3 separate regions of the Zea mays genome follow, and regions 1 and 3 are each linked to region 2. The links are chromatin contacts, called in public Hi-C maps. All regions are on one chromosome and are shown on one strand. The core of a region is the stretch at or near the end of the contact, and the rest is flanking DNA. Distances in the headings are between cores, read along the strand shown.

Evidence for each region. Hi-C and Micro-C count contacts between places; a contact is called where the count stands out from the background.
Region 1: a Hi-C map of ear shows a contact between it and region 2, with 3 times the contacts expected there. The contact joins the promoter of LOC100216809 here to the promoter of LOC100502383 in region 2. A contact is called at or near these places in 2 of 25 Hi-C or Micro-C datasets (ear and leaf).
Region 3: a Hi-C map of ear shows a contact between it and region 2, with 2.4 times the contacts expected there. The contact joins the enhancer-like site here to the promoter of LOC100502383 in region 2. A contact is called at or near these places in 3 of 25 Hi-C or Micro-C datasets (ear, leaf and tassel).

The regions. Positions count from the first base shown.
Region 1 is chr1:117,681,150-117,684,495 of Zm-B73-REFERENCE-NAM-5.0, reverse strand. LOC100216809 (putative glycosyl transferase family protein) reads right to left here and starts at 1,512. Exons shown (of 51, transcript NM_001348664.1): 1 at 1,147-1,512; 2 at 407-504; 3 at 135-289. The coding sequence starts at 1,399. LOC103644874 reads right to left here. Exons shown (of 4, transcript XM_008668027.2): 4 at 1,643-1,874. The coding sequence ends at 1,643.
Region 2 is chr1:117,935,188-117,938,451 of Zm-B73-REFERENCE-NAM-5.0, reverse strand. LOC100502383 reads left to right here and starts at 1,320. Exons shown (of 1, transcript NM_001196861.1): 1 at 1,320-2,410. The coding sequence starts at 1,447. The coding sequence ends at 2,028.
Region 3 is chr1:118,129,781-118,133,208 of Zm-B73-REFERENCE-NAM-5.0, reverse strand. It overlaps LOC100193937, which reads left to right. Exons shown (of 28, transcript NM_001359353.1): 21 at 1,997-2,062; 22 at 2,297-2,409. Among protein-coding and RNA genes, the nearest start is that of LOC100193937, 47 kb to the left of the region's middle. Within about 2 kb of position 1,313, at least 7 of the 20 cell types and tissues checked have an H3K27ac peak or open chromatin away from gene starts, as enhancers often do. A contact at or near this core is called in ear, where this site is marked.

The DNA of each region.
Region 1 (3,346 bases), core at 263-2,762, 250 kb after region 2:
AATAGTATACTAACCTAGAGCTATAAATTTTATCAGGCAAAAGCTGATCAGAGTCACAGAGAATGTCGAGACCCTCCCAGAACCCAAAAAAACAAAATACATCATGATTTTTTTAAACGGGAGAGAGGTCATACTCTGTACTAAAGGTTCCTGACTCTCTCAGTCTCTCCTGCTCACGTTGCATATCATCAACCCGACAACGACTCTTGTATTCAAGATAAAAGTTCCACAGGACTTGAACGTCATTCTGTCGGTCTATCGGAGCCCCATCCTTCTTAGCAAGTTTTTGCTGCGGAATACCATGATTAGAACATGGGAAATTTAGAAATAATCACTGAGAAGAAGAATGAGCAGAAACTAAAGTAACAAGTGTACCCAGTCATGTTTACAGTGAAAGTAAGCATACCTTAATTACAGATGCCAAACCTGTCTTGAACTGAAGAACCCCTCTACCTTCACTGCTGGGATCCAGATTCTGGGCCATCGTGTACGCTTGTTCACAAACTGTGGTGCAAGACGAAAAGGAGTGACTTAAGAGAACACCAAAGTGCCAACTGTAATAAAGTAAGGCTCTGTTGGGTTCCGCTTGTAATCGGAATGTGGATCGCTGGCCACAGGAATCGATGAAAAGCGCGCAAGTGGTCTGCGGTGATCATGATTCTCACTACTGCCTCCCTCCCAACCACCACGACAAATAACTGGGCACTCTGTTCTATGTATAGCTGTTCTCCCACCGAGTATGACACCGTGCCAGGTGGTAGGCATAAGGCAAACCAAACAGGGCGTATGTCAAGGACTGTTGTGTTTCCCATCACACGAATCGAACCAAACCACAAGCCAGAAAAACCCTAAATCTTAGGTAGTGTAAGTATGGGCGCTCGTACATAGCATTAGCAAATAGCACATGACCCCCCCCCCCCCCCCCCCCCCCGAGGTTGGAGTCCAACACTGAGGACATCCTCAGTACTCAGTAGCACGCACTGCAGGCAGTAATGGGCAATCACAGCAGGATAACAAGAGATAATCCCCCAAACCGAGGACTCCAAAACCCCCATCCAAAGCTACCCCAAACAAATCAGCAGTCAGCTCCATCCATGAATTGCACTGTTGTTAACTAGGCGAGATACGTGGGAGGAAGGGACTCACGGATCCGCGCGACGTTGGGGTCCTCGACCTCGATGTCGTCGGCGGCCTGCAGGATCTGCTCTATGTTGGTGGTCCGACCCAGCGAGGCCGGCACGGCGTCGGCAAGCCTCTGCCCTCCCACGGCAGCCGGGGCTCCCCCCACGCGGAGGTGGTCCCGGTCCCGCTTGAGCGCGGCCCGCACGAGGCGCTCCCAGTTGTCCGCCACCCGCTCGAGGCCCCCACCCCTCCGGCGCCTGGACGTGGACGACGCCATCGCCGCGCGCTCGCGGCGAGCCCTAGGTCAGTCACCAGGGGAGGCGCGCCGCGTGATCTGACTGCCTACGAATCCAAGGATGCCAAGCAGTAGTGGAAGGAAGGCGTTTTGGGGAAAACCGAACGGAGGCGGATTCAAAAGCGACACTGGCTTGGCCCCTGAAGCGAGTCGAGAGGGTGGCCGGTGGGGTGTTGATTCGCGGAGGCAGGGTGAAATGCTTCCAGCACTCCTGTGTCTATTATCTCACTGGCGCTGCCGCCGCCGCGGCGCGTGGTTTTTGGTGGTGGGGTGGGGTCCTAGGCAGCGCACGCGGTAACGTAACATGATCTGCCCGCGGGCCGCGCTGCGGTCGACGCGGAGGTGACCGACTGGACTCTTACCATGACGCGTGAGAAATTTGCTCGGCAACCGAACAGTTTTTATCTCCAAAACCATATCCAGCGGTTCATGGTTTATAAGGAGCTTTTTTAAAAATCTGGTTGTAGAAAGAATTTAGCTGTAAAGAAAATTGAATATCGTGTAGATTACGTATGAAAGAAAATAAAAAAGGTATATAAGGTTTAGTATGTGAAAAGTGGTGGTTTTCTATTATAATGATTCGGTCGATTCTATGTTCAAGTTGATTTTAAAAAGATTTGACTGAAGTGATTCTCATAGAAGCAGGTTGAGAAACTGGGCGTTTAGCAGTCTGCAACAGCTTTTGGTGACCAAAAGCTGAAAAAACTAAAACAAACCGGGCTCATATCGTCTAAAACATTGTTTTGCACTATAAATGTACTGTTTGTAGGGTAGAGTTTGAATGTAGTGTTTGCTCCGATTTGGGTCCTACCGAAATGTGCTCTCTACGGCGGCACGGCCGGTCCACGGTTCTGGCCTCACGATGTTCGATTTTGTTGTAGGAGCGTCTCCTCTCTGCGTCACTTCGGGCGGTCCGCGATAGCACAGAGAGTTCTCCTTCCTTGCAGGACATAGATCTCGTCCAAGGGACCACGTCGGGAAGGAGAGATCTTATGGTGTTCCGGTCGGCATGTCACCCGGGACATTTCCAGACAGAGTAGAATCGCCTAGGGATTAAGAAAATAGGTCGAGGAAGAAATCTTGAGTGAAGTGGATTTTGCCCCGAGAGAGATCTCGTGAGGGTAAGATTCTAGGGTCGTTTTGGGGCCGGCGGACTGTGAGGCCAAAAATTGGTAGAAGAAAAAAATAATAATAAAATAAATAAATATATTTATGATAGCGATTTTAAAATTCTTGAAAACCCCTTTAAGAAGTTATTAGGACCCTTCCTATTCATAATCAATTAATAATAAACTAGTTAAACAACCAATAAATAAATAATGAAGAAAATGCATCTCTTGCTTATAATTTTGTGAAAGGCACTTTATTGAAAATATAACTTGAATTTGACCCCAAAATTTTAAGTGAAAACATAGAATAGAAAAGGAGAAAGGGAATTTTAATGGAACCATTTATTCCTCCCATAAATAAATGACAAGGAAAATAAATGATAATATTGTAAATAGTAGATGTTATAATCACATTAGTATCAACTTTGGCACTTGGGAATTTGGAAGATCAAAACATGAGTTTGAATTTGAAATGGGTTTGGAAAAAAAAGAAATAAAATAGAAAAGAATAAAGTACCTAGTTGGGCCTGGTTTTGTGCTTTCGGCCCATCTGGCCTTCCTGGTCGTGCGGCCCATTTAGACTTTCCCCCTGGTCCGCGCGTCGTCCCTCTGTAGTGTGGGCCATGCGTGTCAGCCTTTCCCTCGGACACTTGCGCGTGGGCCCGAATAGCTAGCCTCTAACTCCCTCGCGCGCGTGCTCGGTCGGGACACTGCCCGTGGGCCCCCTCTGCCAGGTCATTTCGTCCCCAACAGAACGCGAACCAGGCGGGCGAAATCCCCTCGTTGTGCTCCTTCGCCTTAACAGCTTTCCACCGTTTGT
Region 2 (3,264 bases), core at 71-2,570:
TTAAATTCAAACTTCAAACTTAAATGCACAAACAGACGCCTAGCATGTGATGCTAATATTTTAATTGTATTTATTAATTACTTTATTAATTTATTAGGCAATGTTTCAAGTATGCACTATATATTACTCTTTATAGAAAATGGTATTTTCACTGTGTGATAAAATTGTAAGTTTCTTCAAAAAATGAATATTCATCAATCATTTAGTTTTGAAAGAACTTAACACATACCTTTCACCAAGATTCAATTTAGTTCATGCACACACACAAATAATTTATATTAAGATAACACTCTTTTAAATGTATGATCCGATTAAAGACATATTCGAAAATTCATTGTTTTACTACTTATTTATTTATTTTGTTATTGTTTTTTACACAGATTTTGGGCTTTACAGCTATGACATGTACAGTCAAGTTCTCAGCGGAGGCGGCGATGGCGTGGCAGGCAGCACAGGATGGGCGGTCAGATCGGCGTAAGCACCACCGCCCGAGATCCTCATCCGACGGCAGGCATCGATTTGACGGTTAGTCGTCTCGGCCGCACATGCCCGCGCGATTCCCGCCACTGCCGGGAACACCCACAGCCACACGCGAGAGTCTGTGGCTCACAACTGTCTTCTTCAATTACATGTGGGACCGACGGACGATGGGACCGACGGTCAGTGAAGACGAGGTAGATGGACCCGTCGCTGTCGTAGGATGGCTGCCTTTCATGGGCGGTTGGATCCGTAGCTGGCACGCCGTACTGGTCGGTGGGTTTGTTTTTCTACCCAAGCGTGCAAGTTGGTTGCAGAGGCTGCTTTGGTTTGCATGGAAGCCCCTAGAGGTTTCCTAGGCGTTGATATTTACATGCCGTAGGCTGTAGCTGTACGGGTATACTATACGCGTGTGTATATTCGGCAAGATTTCGCTTTCGAAAGATCTGGCAGAGTCACGTGGACGGAGTAAGACCTTCCTCGCATTAAAGTTGATTATTTTGACCGGTACCACTATAATTTATAAAAATAAAAATATTATAGAAGTATTAAAATCTGGTACGGATTAAAACCAACCCAGCATCTAGCTGAACAAAACAAAATAATGAAACGGTGTCATGGATAGTATATTCTTTATATAACGTTTTTGGAAAATATTTAGATGATGTCACGGATAACAAGGTACTGTAAAATTTATTAAGAGGTGTGTGTGGTTAAAAAATTAGCATGCCTAAAGCACTTGCTAATAACAAACTCAAGTCGTCGACTTTCAAGTCAACCACGCCAAGGAGTTTCATTATATTAAGAGCCAGCGCGGCGTCACCTCCGAGATAGCCCTCGCCCGGATAGGAGCGACTAGCGAGAAGCCAAGCGGCTTGGCACCTCAGCCTGCTGCCTCTGCTCGCTCTCTTCGCCCTCTTTCTGCACTAATCCTCGGCTCAGGCAGCCAATATTCTGTCTAGCGTTGAGATGGCGGACAACGTCCTCATCGACCGATCAGCCAGCGGCTTTGAGTTCCGGCGCTGGGCGGCCGGCGACGAGTTCCAGAGCCTCGCCACCATGAGCGTGCTGCAGCCTGACGCTCGCGGTATCTACAGTTCCTTACCATACGTTTCGCCGCTGCCTCCGTTCCAGTACGCGGCGTACCTGCACTCTTCGCTCTCCCTCCCACCGCTGAATCCTCGCCGCCACCCGCCTCTCCTCCCGCTCCCGCCGGCAGCTGCTGCTAAAGGGATGAAGCAGGCGGCGCAGAGGAGGACGGGGCCGAGAGAGTGCAAGAGGAAGAAGCCGCCGCGGACGCCGAGGCTGGGGGAAGAGCCTCCGAGCGCGCAGCGCAGGAAGCCGCTGGAGCGTGCCACGCCGCTGCCGCCCGCGCCCGCGGTGCACGAGGCGCTGGACGACCTTGAGCGCCAGGTGACCATGGGGTTCGTCGAGGACCTCAAGCACGCGCTCGCGCTCGCTCCGCCGCCAAGCAGCCTACCGCTGCCCACCTTCTCACTTGTCAGAGCTGCGGCTGCCGCAGCCAAGGCCGTGCCATCCTGTACTGTGTAACCACTGCACAGTGCGGCGAGCCAACCCCCGTACCGGCGACGGTATCCAGCACCGCCAGTCGTCTTCCTTTCTCCAAGACTTTTTCTTTGGATGGATCGGAAGAAAAATGCTACAAGGCATTATTCTTTTTCTTTCATAAAAGAAGGGCGGCTATTTAATTACTCCCTTATTTTCTTTACAGTCCCTTTTTTATTTCGTCTTATATATGGCTGTGATGTGAAAGTGAACCTAATTTATATGGTCGTTTGCATCACATATCCAAAGTTAACTTCTTGATGGGAAGTCTGTTTTTATTGGCTTGTATCAAGAATTCAAGATTAAGATAAGTTGTACGCTTCATTATGTGTCGGTGACAAAATACATACATTATGCTTTGTCATTTAATAATTTGTGGTTGTAGGAGTCGACTCAAGTATCACTGCTACATAAATAATTTGCAAAAGATGACTGTTTTCTCTCTCTTTTTCTAGATGTAGTCGTGATAATGAAATGGAGCCCTACTCTTGTTTAAGTACGGACTTCCTCTAGGGCCGTCATGAGGCGGAGCGGAGGGGGTGCGGAATGGATCCCTTGGACGTTAGTATTTTTTTTTGAAACATATCTACTCTAGAAACAAATACACAGAGATAGATGTGCTATTGTTCTATTTTGTTTAGATTTTAGATTGTTAAACTAATGCCTCAAATATTTATCGATTATTAATTACTGGACACATGATGATTGCATTAGTGGAGAGAAGCTTTTTAAAATTGAAATTATTGAGCAACTATTTGAGGTCAATAATGACTCATTGGATGTTAAATGGTTTGACGATTCTATGTATCGATAAAAAGTTAATGGAAGAGATTGATGGTATAATCGATGACTTTGTACGACAAAATATTAGAAAATATTTTTAACATGATATCAAGTGACAAGTAATGTTTATGACTATATTTCACATTTGTCATCTTATGAACGACCTTAAAATATTGTACAATGATTTTTTTATATGTTGAATATTTAATAATATGTATATACTTTTATATACACACACGTATAAATATACGGCTGGATGAGACCTTTATACCGGATTTTACCAATGAACCTCAAAAAAGTCAGGAATGCCTTCCTCTACTGTTTCCGGGTTCTGTTTAAAACATAAAAATAAAGACCCATACATCTTTTAGCCTGCCTCTAGCAGAGCCCCAAAACACACGTGCATGTTTATTTTGCACGCTTGCAAGTAACAATTGT
Region 3 (3,428 bases), core at 64-2,563, 190 kb before region 2:
ACGGATGGTGAGACAACGAGACCTAAGGACCTGGGAGCATAGGCTAAACACCTCGCCCGACGCTTAGCAAAGAGTCATATTTCGCATTTCCTAATAAGAAATAATCAAGGATTGATTTTCCCACAAAATTTGTAAGGAGAATCAATTAACGATTGTTGTTAGGGTTTTGCGCTCCTTTTCCTGTTCCATTCTTGTTAGAGTCCGTCCAATCGGAGCAGGTACCTACGACTTTAGGGCCCAAGATTTTTTCGCTGGCGACCATCACCGTAGCCTTCGAGGCGTAAGCGTTCGCAGTCTCAACTAGCTTCCTCAGTGGACCCCTCCATTCGCATCACCCGTATCTTAGATCCAATCTAACAAGGATGAGAGCTAGGTTGACCCGCATGTCTCCCTTCCTTTTGGGGGTACCAGGTTACGTTGTCCTAGGCCCCCTTCCTGTCGAGGGTCCTGTAGGAGGGAGACACGATGCGGTGACACGTTTCGCTGGGCACCCTTTCAACAGAAAATAAGAAAGTTTGGAACGATTGGAAGAGAAAGGCAACGTAATTGGTTTATTGGTGGGGGTTCCCGCACTCCACTCTATTGACTCGTCTGTTATCCGCCTCTCTCCTCCGTTGTCCTGAACGTCGCACCGCCTATCCTGTGAGTTATAGAGAGGAGGCGAAAAAAGGAAAGGGAGAGAGAGATTGAGCCAGGTCTATCCTGGGGTCCTCCCCCTTTTTTATGCCCGATACCAGGAACGGTCTTGGAATCAGTTTTCATTAACAAACACAAATGAATTAAAGTGGGATGTGAACCCATTCCTGCCGAGAACTACGAGGGGTTTATGATGGATACATCAAGCTTGGCGATTCCTCGGGCTCATGCCTTGTGTAGCACCCTAGCTTGCTGGCGCTACAAACGTCGCTTGTCCCACCGGGAGGACAAGGGTCGCGAGGGTCAGACGTCCTTCATTCTCCCCGTCGTTGGGAGGTCCACCCTCGCTGCTCATCGGGGGGCTAGGGTCCAAGCCTAGCTGAGTCTGAGCACATGGCATCAAAAATGAGGATGCCTGCACCCTTGACCATCCCGACGAACTCCATGTCATCGGTGGTGCGGAGGTGGCCTCAGGCGACGATGGCTACAATCATCCCAGGTGTGTGGCGCAGGCGAGGTGGAAACATGTGTGGGATGCCGCCAGAGCCGTCGTGGCGAGGCGACCTTCCCTTGTCGTACCCTGCGGAAAGTTCTGCGTAGGCTGAGAAGAGTGCCCACAGATCGTCATACGAGGGGTTGGGCCCCATTTGGACTGCGATCTGTCGCCTTATCTCGCCAGCCTCAGAGGGCAAGGAAGATCATGGCCCGGCACCTTGCTCACGTGGGTTCAGGCTGAGGCCGCCGAGTGCTTCTGCAACGACGTCCGGGTCCTCAGGTAGAGAAGGCCGGGCTGATGACGAAGTCGATACTCTTGAAACGGGCGATCGCTCCGGATGTGAGAACGACACGGGGACAACCGTGGGCCCTTGCGGTAGCGTCGAGACTCCTGGGAGGAAGGGGATGTCATTAGAATAAGACATTTAGGGCTGGTTTGGTGGCAAGAGATTTGGAAGGGATCTATGGGAAATGAATTCCTTTACTATTCAAAATTGAATAGCAAGTGACTTCCTCCCCCATGGACCCTACAAATCTCTTGTCATCAAACCAGCCCTCACTAATTTATGGGAGATTTTCCCTCATGCTTTGTTTTGGTATTTTAGTATTCACCATAATTTACACTCCAAACGACCTCAATACATGTGGATCGGGATAAATACTAGAGTACCCAAACAATATCTCACTAAGTTTGTCTCCCTTACTTTCAAACTAGCCCTTAGTGTAATTCTGTGGGGGTCGACTTTCGCCCATGGGTCAACTTTCTTTTAAAACTATGAACCTTTTGTGAATTGAGTATGCTAGAGTTTTATAAGTCTGCATAGTCTCTTTTTACATAGGCATTCAGATTGAATTTCATTTGCAGGTTAGAAACTATAGGGAAGATTGGGATCTTGAAGTGACAGAACCAGTTGCAGGAAATTACTACCCGGTAATCAAAGTACTCACATTTTTCTAAGTGAATAATATTCCGGTTGTTAGAAACGATGATGGAATTTCAGTTTACAGCATGCTATCTGTATTTTTTCCATGTGAAGAAGTATTTTTGTATCATGCAACAATATATCCAAAATGAAAATGGGATTGACTGGAAATATGAATATAGAATTATACTTTTCTTATTAGATTACGACTTCAGTATATTTCTTGCACACTAACTTTTCAGGTCAATCTAGGCGTGTATGTAGCCGATGGAAAATATGAGCTGTCAGTACTTGTGGACCGTGCTGTTGGAGCATCAAGTATTCAGGATGGTCAGCTAGAGATTATGCTACACAGGTACTAGCTGAGTCACTTCAATCAGTTCTATGTTTATTGGTCGTCGAAAACAAATAGCTCCAAGATCTTGTACAAAAATCTTGATAGTTCGTATAGGGTCAATCTTGGTCCTAATCTAGACTCCCTGCTAGATCTTGTAAAAGATTAACACCAGGCATGGTTTCAGGCAGATTCAAAGAACGGATCATGTCTTCCAAGAGAGAGAAAGAACTAAGTCTTTTTATTGAAATAATTCTATTTTTTATTGAAATAATTCAAAGAACGGATCCTTTTGTCTGAATCTGACCGTTTTAACTCTCAACTCTAATACCATCTAAATCTAGCACTCCAAAGATTAGTGACAATTGATTTTGACCATTGGGCTCAGAGTGCATTGGCAGTGTTGTCCTCAAAGTTTTAGATTTTTTTTTGCCAACATGGCCGACTTTTTATTATCTTTTTACCCTATTTTCATGGCTAACCGGTTTACTTTCGCATGGAATAAATAAAGAGCAATAGAGAGAATGATGACAGTGTTTGGAACGCTGGAAGCATTCAAGAATTTCACAGAAATCGGTTAATGTTTGCAGGAAAAGCCTACACATCACTTGAAAACCACGAAAACAAGAGGGTCAAAATTGAGTAATATTCGTAGACACGGTACCATATTTAGACATGGATGGTGGTAAACATTTTTTAGCAGATGATGGGTAGAAATTAGAGAAGTAGAAGAGTTGAAGGGTCCTATATTACTTTTTTATTTCCTATAACTGCATCTTAAGAATGGAGTCGTCTCTTGGATTTTTTTTTCTTGGAGCTATTCTCCAAATGGATAGGATTAGGTGTTAGCTCTTACCTAGAACCAAGTTTTTTAACACATTCTAAATGCCCACAACCAGTCCTATAACAATTGCATTTTGTTTCAATAACTCAATATGCTGTTGTTATATGTATTGTAGACGAAGACCATAAGCTAAGGTTTATAAAGTGACTAATGAAAGGTTTACGATACTATATGTCAAATGAACCAAGGAATTTTG